Linked DNA regions of Sus scrofa: region 1 is linked to region 2. A link is a contact called in public Hi-C data. All regions are on one chromosome and are shown on one strand. Each heading gives the region's core, a stretch centred on a gene start, on an enhancer-like site or on the middle of the called end of the contact. The rest is flanking DNA. Distances are from core to core; before and after follow the strand shown.

Evidence for each region. Hi-C and Micro-C count contacts between places; a contact is called where the count stands out from the background.
Region 1: a contact with region 2 is called in a Hi-C map of liver, with 5 times the contacts expected there. The contact joins two enhancer-like sites. A contact is called at or near these places in 3 of 47 Hi-C or Micro-C datasets (fetal heart ventricle, heart right ventricle and liver).

The regions. Positions count from the first base shown.
Region 1 is chr10:53,745,144-53,751,058 of Sscrofa11.1, forward strand. All of the region lies in intron 3 of NEBL (nebulette), which reads left to right. Among named protein-coding and RNA genes, the nearest start is that of C10H10orf113, 100 kb to the left of the region's middle. Within about 2 kb of position 1,963, at least 41 of the 83 cell types and tissues checked have an H3K27ac peak or open chromatin away from gene starts, as enhancers often do. A contact at or near this core is called in liver, where this site is marked.
Region 2 is chr10:53,677,104-53,683,178 of Sscrofa11.1, forward strand. The region is part of intron 2 of NEBL (nebulette); the gene reads left to right. Among named protein-coding and RNA genes, the nearest start is that of C10H10orf113, 32 kb to the left of the region's middle. Within about 2 kb of position 4,533, at least 5 of the 83 cell types and tissues checked have an H3K27ac peak or open chromatin away from gene starts, as enhancers often do. A contact at or near this core is called in liver, where this site is marked.

The sequences.
Region 1 (5,915 bases), core at 713-3,212, 65 kb after region 2:
CTGAAGCAAAGGGGACGTCGTATGCAAAGCAGACCTGAGCGACCCTTTTCCTACCTTCCTCATGTGATTGTACCTGTGTAGACAGTGACCTCAGTGCTCTTGTGATTAGAAAGGCCCTGTCTGAGAACCTTTTATCTCCACAGCAGGATGTATGCTGCCCGAGTCGATGCTGGAAACCCATGACTTCCCTCCTCAATCGATAATCATTGATTGAGTGGAGTTGGATTCAGAGCTCTGTCTCAGATACCGCGAGGGTAGAGTCATAGTTTCTGTCTTTGAAGCCTAATCGCATTCAGAAAGGAGTTCAGATGTGCCTGCTATGACATGGTTCCGTAACAAAAGCTTCTTTCAGCAACCCCCTGGGAAGCCAACCTAAGGAACTGACTGAAACTTTAAAGAAGTGGTGGGGAGGAGCTGGAGAGCAGGCACGTGGGAGGGCAGAGGGACAGGTGAACAGGAGCACGACGTGACGAAGGCGTGGGCTTCACCCCCAAAGCTGTCTCCGGCCGCAAGGGTGTGGGCCGTCAGTCAGGAGGAGAGTCTGTGCTCCGGAGGGTGAAGCTCTGGAAAGTAGTGATGAGGTCCCCAGTCAGGGGCGTGAACAAGCAGTTGAAAACTCATGGTCTAGGGACTTTATGAAATGCAAAGCTTGGAGAAATTAAAGACGTCCAGTGTGAGGAAGTGAAGAGGCTGGATCAGAATGGTGGCTGTGAAAAGAGGGAAGTAAAACTTAGAGTCACTTTGGGAGACCATTCGACTCTAGGGATAAGCTGGAAACATAATAAAGCCATAGAGTGAAAATATCTGTGCAGGTATTATCCTCGTCGAGGTGGGTTCGATCTGAGACATTTTAAATTAGAGAAGAAACTCTGACTAGTGGTGGGAAACAAACCTGATTAATCACCTTTTAAATCGTCTGTGGATTTATGATTTTAGAAGTTCATTTGTATAATAAAATACAAATATCATTGAAGAGATCTTTGACGTGGTATATATTCTACAGTTAGGATAATTTTGTAGGCTTTCATTTAGTAGGTGGTAAATAAAAGCTGGATGACTAAATTCTGGTGTTTATCTTGCCCAGTAATCTTCAGTTCTATAAGATTTTTTTTTTTTCCTGGCTAACACACAAAGCTCTGCTATAATTGTTTGGGAATAATTTTTTGTGACGCATGTTAGTAAGACTATTGTCAATTGCCATTTAAAGGAACAATGTTTCATCAACATAAAAAAAAATCTCCTTCCCACATCAGGAATATTTTCCTCTTGTTTAAAAAGTACCTACTTCTTTTTAGAAGTTGGCATTTACACTGAGCTAGTACTGCTTTTCTTCTGGAAAAGAAAAAAAAAATACACATAGAAAAACCCAACTAACCAAACAAATCACCTTGATTACTACCTACAGAGAAAAAGAGCTGCCTTTATTTTTCTCTTTTGTGCATGTTTTTAGATCAATCCATGTCTGAGAAATAGTTGTTAGGCAACTGTTTAGATATAGAGCCTGGGTACATCCAATTGCTAACTAACAGAGCAGGGAAACCGGTCCATGTTTTCTATTGGGAAACAAAGCCTATGACTATTAAAAAGAAAAAAAAAAAAAAAAAAAAAAAAGGCAGTGTTGAAAGAGTGTGTTCATTTGCCAAGGACCTTGAAGCTTCTCCAGTCTTCTGTCATGTGGGGTGCTGTTGGTCACTTCCTGATTACTGACAGTGGTGTTATTTTCCTGGGTTTTTGTTTCCCTGGAGTATCTCTGAGAAGACCGTATATTACACTGCAGATCATTTACTCTGGTAGACCATGAATTATGTCCCCCTCAGGACTTGGAAAAACTTTGGGAAGAACAATCCGTGGGCTGTGTTTCACTCTGCCGCTTCCTGGGCTCGCCCTGCTACACCGGCTCTGAGCACGTTCCCTGGAACGGGTGTGACTCGGGCGCCTGCTCGGCTCCGTTCGCGCCAGTCTTTCCTCGTGCCAAGTCCCTCTCCTCCCCCTGGAATGTGGCAGCCAGGCCGTGTCAGCTTTGGGGCAGCTGGCCGGCCCTGGTCGGGTAGGGGCTGGTGTCCAGCTCTGGCTTCACACTCGCTTTCTCCTGACAGCCGTCACCGCTCTGCCATCGTGCCTGTGACTCTCTGGAGGGCAAGTGGGACCTGTCCTTGCGGGCTCGCCACCTCTCGCCTGTGCTTCCTGTGCTTGTCCTCTGCCCTTGGCTCCCGACATGGACACGCAGGACTGTCTGACCACTGCCTTCCTCTCCCCTTCGTTGCACCCGCTTTCCCTTTGGTGGATCAGCTTCCTTCCAGGTCTTTGTCCGTCTCCTAAGGGGCCGAGCATCCAGAAAGCCTGGTGTCCCTGTGAAGCTGTTCCTTCCTTAGATCCATTCTGGGATATGACTTTCTTATTTCAAGAGCCTTTTTTTTTTTCTGCCTGCCGTAAGTATTTGACCTTTCCATCTCCACATATTCAGAGTTTAGATGAAAACAGATTCTAGAGCCACTTGATCTTTTTCTGCAGATATTTCACTCCCTCCTTTGCAAATGCTGATCTCTGGGTCACTTGTGTCCTTAGAAATGGCTTCTGCCTCTTCAGAGACCTGAGGTTGGCAGGAGGTCAGCGTCCTGCAACTCTTTGTAGACAGGGATGGCGATAGGCTTTGGCCAGAAAAAAAAATCGCTTTTGATGGAGGATGTGAGTAAAACCAGAATTTTCTATAGTGCAGCATCCAGCACTAAGTCAAACCACCTGCTTCAGTTGTAGCTCTGGGCCCCCTGTGTGGCCGCTCACAAGGGTCACGCTAGGGCTAAACCAACACTTCACAGCAGAATGATCGTAAATCTGTCATGGTGGCCACAGCACTCTTCGGTCCCCTCTGCCTAGTGGCCAGAGTCCCTTCTGGGTTAGAGATTCACCAATGGCAAGGATGGGGACGGCTGACATCGAAAATGTAACAATTCATGGCTGCAGTTAGAGCTTAATTTCCTTAAACCTTTCATCAGGGAAGGAAGCACTTTATAGTAAATGGCTGTATTGCCTGAAATCATCTGCCCGTGGAGTCTGCATTCTATTCCTTAGTCATTATGGTTTGCATCACATGATCTTTTCTCAAACATCAGCCTGGTGAACCAACGATGAAATTGCATTTCTTTGAATTAGAGTACGGATTATTATGGGAGAAAAAAGACATCGAAGGGGAAACGTTCATGTTTATGTTTGAATAAATGTGAAAGCTTAATGGCCTCAGAGGCAGTTAAAGTCGAGGTTGTAAGAGAACACGGGACGTGGGTACCTCATTGCTTTAGATGTGTCTCTGAATGAGTGCAGGCAACACACTCGCACTTTTCAAATCCCAGGTGTATAAATCCTGGACATATAATCGTTTGGTGTGTATTTATTGTGGAGGTTGGAAAACACAGCATCACTGATAGTTCTTATTTTTATCTCAAGGCTCTAACACACACGAGGCAATTGATCAATGACAGTTGAAATAAACTGGAAAAGTCTTTGCTCAGAGAGGGCCCCTGCTTTTTCTTGCTCCAACACACCTGGGTTCCTACATGGCTTTTGTATGGCTAAGAGACAGTTTTACACCTTTTTTTTTTTTTAGGGTCGCACCCAAGGCACATGGAGGTTCCCAGGCTAGGGGTTGAGTCGGAGCTGTAGCTGCTGGCCTACACCACACTGTAGCAACACCAGATCTGAGCTGTGTCTGTGACTTACCCCATAGCTCATGGCAATGCCAGATCCTTAACCCACCAAGCAAGGCCAGGGATTGAACCTGCGTTCTCATGGATACTAGTCAGATTCATCTCCTCTGCGCCACAACGAGAACTCCAAGGGAAGTTTCAGGATTGGGACCATTTTGGCGCTGCAGGTGGCAATGAACAGTTACAACAACAGCATGAGAAAGAGAGTCACTGATAGCTTGGGCTTGTTTATTCAGCTCTGACCCCAGGCCTTGCCTGACCTGAATATCCAGCTTGATCAGTGGTTGCAGGTAGCCAGCCTGGCCTTGCTGTCAGCTTCTGGACGCTGTTGTGAGTGTGACCCAGGTCCATCCTTGTCATTCTGCCATCTCACCTCAGCTGCCATCCTCCTTATGTGTATACTGGACAGATAAGAGTCACTTCATGAAAAATGAAGTGATCGAATTAAGTGACTTAATTAGGGCTAGTTATGGAATTGGGCTTTTCTAGGGTATCCGAGTTGACATGTTGCAGAGTGCTAGAAGCAAAGCCAGTTGGATTTGGAATGTAATCTGCAGAGAGATGGTATTATTGCTGTGTGCTTTATTATAATTTCTATTTTTCCTCACAGCCATCTGCTGTGTTATATATTTGTTTATTCTGATGTCAAGTATGAGACCTAGATAGAGCATTTTTATTACGCTACCGTTCCTCCTGCCTCTTCTAGCTGCACAGTTCTTGTAGCAGTCAGAGCCTGGGTTTCCAAATGCCCATATTGTCAGAGCTCCAGCAAGGATGGAAATCTTGCCTTTGTTTTCCCCGTAGATTCTAGATGAGTGAATGAGCGAGTGACTGGAGACAACATGAGATACTTGTGGGGGTGTACGGTGAGCCGGTCCCTGTGCCGAGGGCTTTTTGTAAGGTCTCGTTCAGGCTTCACAGTAGCTTCCTGAGGTCAGCAGGCCCATTCTCATTTTGCAGATGAGGAAGCTGTGGCTCAGAGAGCTCTCATAGGCGACCTGGGGTCACCCAGCAAGCGCGGACCCTTGCCAGCAGGTGGCCCCAGGACCCTCTGACCCTAAAGCCTGGGTTGTTATTTACCAGGCCAGGCCAGCTCTGTGCCGTTGTTATTATGAAGGACATCTTCGTGAGTTCGATACCGTATTATAGCAGTGCCGAGACACTTTCGGTCTGACATTCTCCAAGTTCTCTGCATGGGATAACATTTTTATATTTGGATTTTTAAAATCGTCATTTCTGGTAAATGTCTTATTCTTTTGTTTCATTTGTTTTTGTGGTTCTTTGACACTCAGTTTGGTTTATATCATTCCTAGAGCTTTTAAATACTTGTAATTGTTTGAATTATGTAATAACGTTTTGTTTACGTGTCAGTGATTTTAGCCGGTTTGGTTATTATGCGAACTGTGCTGATGATATTTCTTTGCTTTATCCATTGTAATTTATGTTGAGTAAATGTCCTCATGGTTTTTGAGCTAAACTGATTTTTCAGTTCTAATTCTAAATAGGCTCAGACCCCATATATACACGCTACTACTGATTGGAGTATGGCCATTTAATTTACTCTAAAACCAATAAAAGAAGGATAAATGATTCACATTTCAAAACCATGTTTTAAACTAGGTCTGATCATAGGAAATACTGAGTTGCATTAGAAACCTGATTTTTGGTGTAGCTGTATTTCACCAAATAATGGCAGAGAACCGGTCAAACACTTTAATATATAGTGTGTTGGAGAATTGGTCTCGCTACTCATAAATTCTTCAGGAGCTAATTGTTATTGGCAAAGATGTTTTGCATTTCATCACATCCTTTGTCTTTCTCTTCAGAGACAATCAGCAACCCAGAGCACTCCTTTACTCCGTGACTACTGTGGTGCTTCTTCCAGGGGCTCCCCAGCATCAGAGCAGCTGGAGCTGTGGTTCTGACTTTGCTCAGCACTGAGGAGAGCAGCTCACTAGCTAGGACCTGCTGAGCGAAGTGGACAGGGGGCAGGGGAGGTGCTGCAAGAGGGGCGGGATCACTGCCGGGGGTCCGGCAGGGCTCACTGGACGTTTCCATGTGTGTGCATGGCTGCACGCTTGTGTGAGCTTTATCCTGTGCTCTGTTGGTGCCAAAGAGGATTTAAGATCACTCTCAATGGAAAACACTTAGAGGATATTTATGAGTATAATGAGCAAGGAAGCAAGGCCTTTTAGAGGAGGAAGTGCCTTAATG
Region 2 (6,075 bases), core at 3,283-5,782:
AGATGACTCTTTCGGGGGCGGGGGGGGAACTAGTCCCACAAGAGGGACAGGAAAACTTTATCCTTCTTTCCTTTTTTTTTTTTTTTCTTTTTTCTTCTTAGGGCTGTACCTGTGGCATATGGAGGTTCCCAGGTAAGGGGTTGAATTGAAGCTGCAGCTGCCATCCACAGCCACAGCAATGCACGATCTGAGCCACGTCTGCAACCTACACCACAGCTTATAGCACTGCCAGATCCTTAGCCCACTGAAGGAGGCCAGGGATCAATCCTGCATCCTCATGGATACTAGTTGGGTTCATAACCCACTGAGCCACAGTGGGAACTCCAGGAAAACTTCCTGGATGAACACAGTAGCTGCACAGTTCAACCAACTTAAATAAACTAGTATCTGTGCTCGGGTTATGCTGTGCTGCCCTGGGTCTGCCCTTATAGGCCCTCGTAACTTACTTTGTATTCTTATGCCTTAAAGACTCTTTAAAGCTTTTATACCCAAAGGGGGTCTGACAGCCTCTGCTAAGTTAATGTTTCTTCTCATCGCTGGGATCCTCGGTCCATGAAGCAATCAACAAGAAAAGGGCACATCCCTCCTGCATTTCCCATAACTTTACCTTTTTAGATAAATGCATTTTTGAGTCCTTAGTGATGGTGACAGTATTTTCCCTTCTTCTGCTCGTTTGTTGGTGTAGGACCAAGCGAGCAGTGGACTGGGGTGAGGGGATGGCAGTTGCAGCATCAAACTATTTAATCCACTCTCTTTACACATTTTTTTTTTTTAACTTTTCTTGCGGGGAAACTTTCAAACTTATGAAAATTTAAAGCGCAGTATAAAAAATATTTCTTTTGCTCCTGAACCATTGAGAGTAAGTTGCGAGCCCAATGTCACATCAGCCCCAGCTATTTTAATATGGCTTTCTCATAAACCAGAGCATTCTCCTACATAGTCACAGTCAACCATCAAAATCAGGAAACTAATATTGATTTGTCCCTGTCATCTAATTCGCAGGCTCTAGTCACGTTTTGCCAGTTGTCCTGACAGCCTCCTTTGTTAGAGAGGCATCCATTATAGAGTCACGTGCATTTCCTTGCCATGTTTCTTTAGCTTCCTTCAACCAGGAAGAGTTCCTTAGCTGTTCAGTGACTTTTGAGGAGATTTTGAAGGTCAGCTGGTGTTCCTCAGCTTGAGCTGGGCTGATCCTTCCTCCTGATTATGTTCAGGTTAGGCGTTGGAGGAAGGGCATTCATGGGCACGGTGCTGTCGTCTTTTCATTGCCTCCTGCCAAGTGACACACATTTTTGATTTGTTCCATTACTGATGATGTTCAGTTAATCACCCCATGAAGGTTGTGTCTGCCAGCCTTCTCCACTGTAAAATTACTTTTTTCCCTTGTAATTAATACAAATTTTGTTGAGAGTCCTTTGAGACTAGATTCGGATCCTAGTCCTCGTAAGCTTTTAATTTCATTTATATACATATATATGTGTATGTATTTTGTCTTTTGTCTTTTTAGGGCCACACCCACGGCATGTGGAGGTTCCCAGGCTAGGGGTCTAATCGGAGCTACAGCTGCCAGCCTACACCACAGCCACAGCAACACCAGATCCGAGCCATGTCTGGTCTGTGACCTACACCACAGGTCGGATCCTTAGCCCCCTGAGCAAGGCCACAACCTCATCATTCCTAGTCAAGTTTGTTAACCACTGAGCCACGACGGGAACTCCCCCATTCATATATTTTTATCAGTAGACTTAAAACTTCCTGTTTCATTCTGTGGGTTATAATCCATCACTGTCATTATTTATTTTGATTCTTCAATGGTCCTACGCTTGGCTACTGTGACCCCCCCCCAAGCAAATTTCTGTGTCCTTTTGAACACATTTTGTCATTCTTTGGGCATCTCCTTAGTTTCTGACACATTAAGGTGTCCTAGCCTCATCTGATAGTTTCCCTGTCCATCCTTGGAATCAACTGTTTCTCCAAGGATCCCTGGTTCCTTTTAGGGAAGAATGGTATTTAGAAACCAAACATTAGAGTATTATGTACGCTTATTGCTCTTGGGGTGCTGTTGCTTCCAATTCCTCTTGGTTGTCAGGGCTAGGAATATATATATTTATATGTGAGTTAAAGATCATTAATTTCTGTATCTATCAATTCACACCAATATCTTCATTTCCAATGTTCTCCTTCTCCATATTTGTAACATCTTTCTCTGGTGTGAGAAGCCTGGATCCTGTCATCTTCTGTGTGTTTACTTAGTTAACATCCCTCCCCATATGCAGTAAGTCGCATATCACTGCTGCCGGCTGCCCCCTCCCTCACCTCCACCGAGGGAGGCACTGCCATCCTGTAGCAGGGCAATGCAGCTCTCCCCTGCCTTTAATGGTGGCCACATTGATTTTTAGGCTAGCTTAGGAAACAAATGGAAAGATTTCTTATCATTTGGTAGCATAACCCATGACTGCAGTTTTGCTGGGGTTGGTAGATGTGACAGTAAACTAATACTGGATCAAATTGTAAAGTAGCACAGACTAGAATGTTACTGTCTGGGCGAGCATCCTTTGTTGGAGAAGCCCTGCTGGGAGGTCGCATACTCGTGCCACTGAAGTTGCTATTGCTCAGGCAGGTTTAGAACACCTTCTGGGACTGCCTTTTTTTTTTTGGCTGCATCCGTGGCATATGGAAGTTCCCAGGCCAGGCATCAAATTAGAGCTGAAGCTGTGACCGAAACCACAGCTGTGTCAAAGAAGTCTATTTTATCATTATTCAAATCCTTAACCCACTGTGCTACAGTGGGAACTTGGGACTGCTTTTATAACTACTTTATAGGCCAGCCCAGAAACCCAGCCTTGTTAATCTCCTATTGTAGTTCTACTTTAAAACAATCAGAGCTGCTTAAACGTCATTGGGAAAATTATATTATTTTGATGACAACTGTTTATTTATATGCTTGTCTTCTTCCTTCTAGACTACGAGTCCCTTAAAAGTTGAAACTAACTTCATATTGCATAGTGCCCAATGCAGTATTTGTTGAATAGTTCAGTGAATGAATCTTATTTTTGATTCAGTTTTCTCCAGCTTAAGTACTAGATTTAGTTCCAAATGTCTCAAGTTCTTTCCAAAAATGAAATCCAACCTCAAAGTATGAACATTTACCACAGTTGTGAAGAATCAAAAGTATATGTTTCAGACCATGAAGGCAATATCGAAAGAGGAATTTTCACAGAGTTTTGATCAGTCTCAAGAATATATAAATAGTGTTTTAAAGCACCCATTTAGAAGGATGACATTCTTTTATTGTACATATGAGTGATGGTATTTGTTAAAAGATTAGCATCATTCTTTTATAGTCAGTCATATTTTATATGCATCATAAACTAAATGCTGATAGTAAGAGCACAGCCACCAGAAGTATCTCCTTGTGTTTTATCCTTCATTGGTGATGATTTATGATCTGAGCCACCTGCAACATCATATCATACCATTCTCATCACTAAAGAAAGTAATACATGTTGTTCAAGGCAATAATATAATAATTATTGATATAAAATACCCACATTCAGCTCCTCCCCTGAGGATTCTATTTTGTCATTGTTCAAGACTTCTGTCACATCCCCTATTATACAGAAAAGGAAAGATGAATGTAGAACAGAGGCAGAGCCTCCCCGAGGGGTTCAGAGAACAAAAAAATGATCACGTATCTCAGTGTATATTGCTTCTCCAAATGTTTGTATGACTGAAATCTTTAAAAAATTAACAACTTTGGCAATCTCTCTCTCTCTCTTTTTTTGTCTTTTTTAGGGCTACACCTGTGGCATATGGAGGTTCCAAGGTTAGGGGTCCAATCAGAACTGCAGCCACCAGCCTACACCACAGCCACAGTAACTGCAGGATCCTTAGCCCCCTGAGCAAGGCCAGGGATCACACCTGCATCTTCATGGATGCTAGTCAGGTTCACCAACTGCTGAGCAATGGCGGGAACTCCCAACATTGGCAATCTTGAAGGAAGAAAAAAAAGTTGAACAAATGGATGAATGTGCAGCTCAATGTGTATGTTCATGTGTTTGGGTGCGTGGGAAGTGGGTGAATGAAGAAGGTACCATAGACCTTCTTGAGGGGGTAGCTGCCCCACTTCAATCCTTAGATTTGGGGTAGCAGTTGATAGGCTTCTCTGTGTGTTTGCATCAGGAGCTCTTTTAGAGCTCCTGTTGTGTCACCCCACAAATTCTAACTCTGCCTGTCCCCGAGCAAGGAATTAACCCCCATGAACCTTCCTTTCCTGTTTCTAAATAGAATCACGCAGGTTCTTCATGCGTGATTTCATTTCTTAATGAAAGCCTTCACTGAATAAATCACATAAATGAAGGTCCATCAGAGTGGTGTTTTCCTTGCATTTTATATTGTATTAAAAAAAAAACCAAAACAGCCAAACTGCAAGATGGTACTGCTTCCTTTCCACCAACTCATTTTCTTTCCCAGTCCCAGCCCACGCGTCTCTTCACATGGCTGGTGCCCAGGATACTGTCTCAGATAGTCTTGCTCTATGGGACACACTGGCCAGAGTTCACGGGGAAGCTTTCATTCACAGAGGTAGGCTGAGAGAAGCACCTTGAAGGAAAGGTGGGATTTCTAGGCAGAAAAGCAAGAGAAGGTTCTAAGAGAAGGGCATTTACTCTAGAAGTTACCGTGTAGATTTGGGAGTGATAGGAATCAGACATTCTGATGTTTCTATTAAGGCTGTCAGGGCTTAATAAAGTTCCTCATGGAGCCAGAGCCACACAGGCTTATTATGGTTGGATCAAATGATACACCCATCCCCTGGATCAGGGAGCAAACTGGAATCAACAGTGCCACCAAGTGGCACCAGGCTAATCGGCAAGTGGGAACTCTAAGCAGCTTCTTCCAGTGCATTCTCCAGGTGTCTGTCTCTGTCTTTTTCTTTCCCTAAAAATAAGATCAAGTATATTTTCCTTGGCTGGATATAGAGAGAATGATCTGGAGATGAACCTTCCTCTGGCATGTTGCAAAGTATAGATAGACGATTTTTCTGTATTAAGCCATGGAAACTCTTGAAGGCCTGCCCAACTGAGCATGTCCTGGATGGAGATACCTTTGCATATGTGTATATAGGTCATTTATAAAAACAGAAGCGTGGGGCTGTGTGTGTTGGGATTTGAGAAATACGTCCAGGTCCGTTGACCAGGAATGAAGGTCCAGGATGATCAGTGTTACAGGCAATTCGAAACAGCATAGGCAATAAAAACAACTGTATTCAGGAAGGGAAACATTTACTATGCTCTGTGATCTTTTCTTTTTTTTATTTAGAGGATTTGCTTTTCTGATTGTGAAAGTGTTCATTGTAATTCGGAAGACTTGTTATTTTTTAAAAATCAATACATTTTAGTTGCTGTTAAACACTTTGTAACACACCATGTTAAGATTTTTCAGGCTATGCAGAAACCTACTTCATCCTTGCCCATTCTTCTATCATTAAGACAAGAATATATTTCTGCTTACGCTGCTGTGTTCATTTTTAGGTCTACTTTTAGATGCAAAATGTGAGATAAGCTTCCAGCCTTCATTGCTGCTTTTCCCATTACTTGTCTTTTTTTCCCCACCCATGGAACACATTTTCTATATCTGCCCTCCTTTCCACTCCTGGTTTCCAGAATGGTAACTAGGTTGATAGCCAGTGTTCTAGAGTCAGTCTCTCAGTGTCTCCAGCATGACCTTGACTCTGCAGTATTCATTTTACTTGGTATTTTGCCTGTGTGTAGTATTGTTTTCCGAAGAGCTAAAGCACTTTCTTGGGGTCATGAATGGTGTTGGGGAGCCCATAGAGTGGGCTGCTAAAAGGTTTGTCAGTCCTCTTGTGTCTAAGAGGCAAAATCCCAGAGGAGACAGATTTCTTCCCACCTTCTGGGTGTATGGGTGGGAGGGATTCATGAATCAGATGGAAGTGGGCACAGAAGACAAAGGAGGTGAATGGAACCAGCAGAACATCAGCTGAATTCTAACTACGAACATGACAGTGGTTTTATTTTTATTATCAAGAGCAATTTGAAACGTCACTTACTGTGC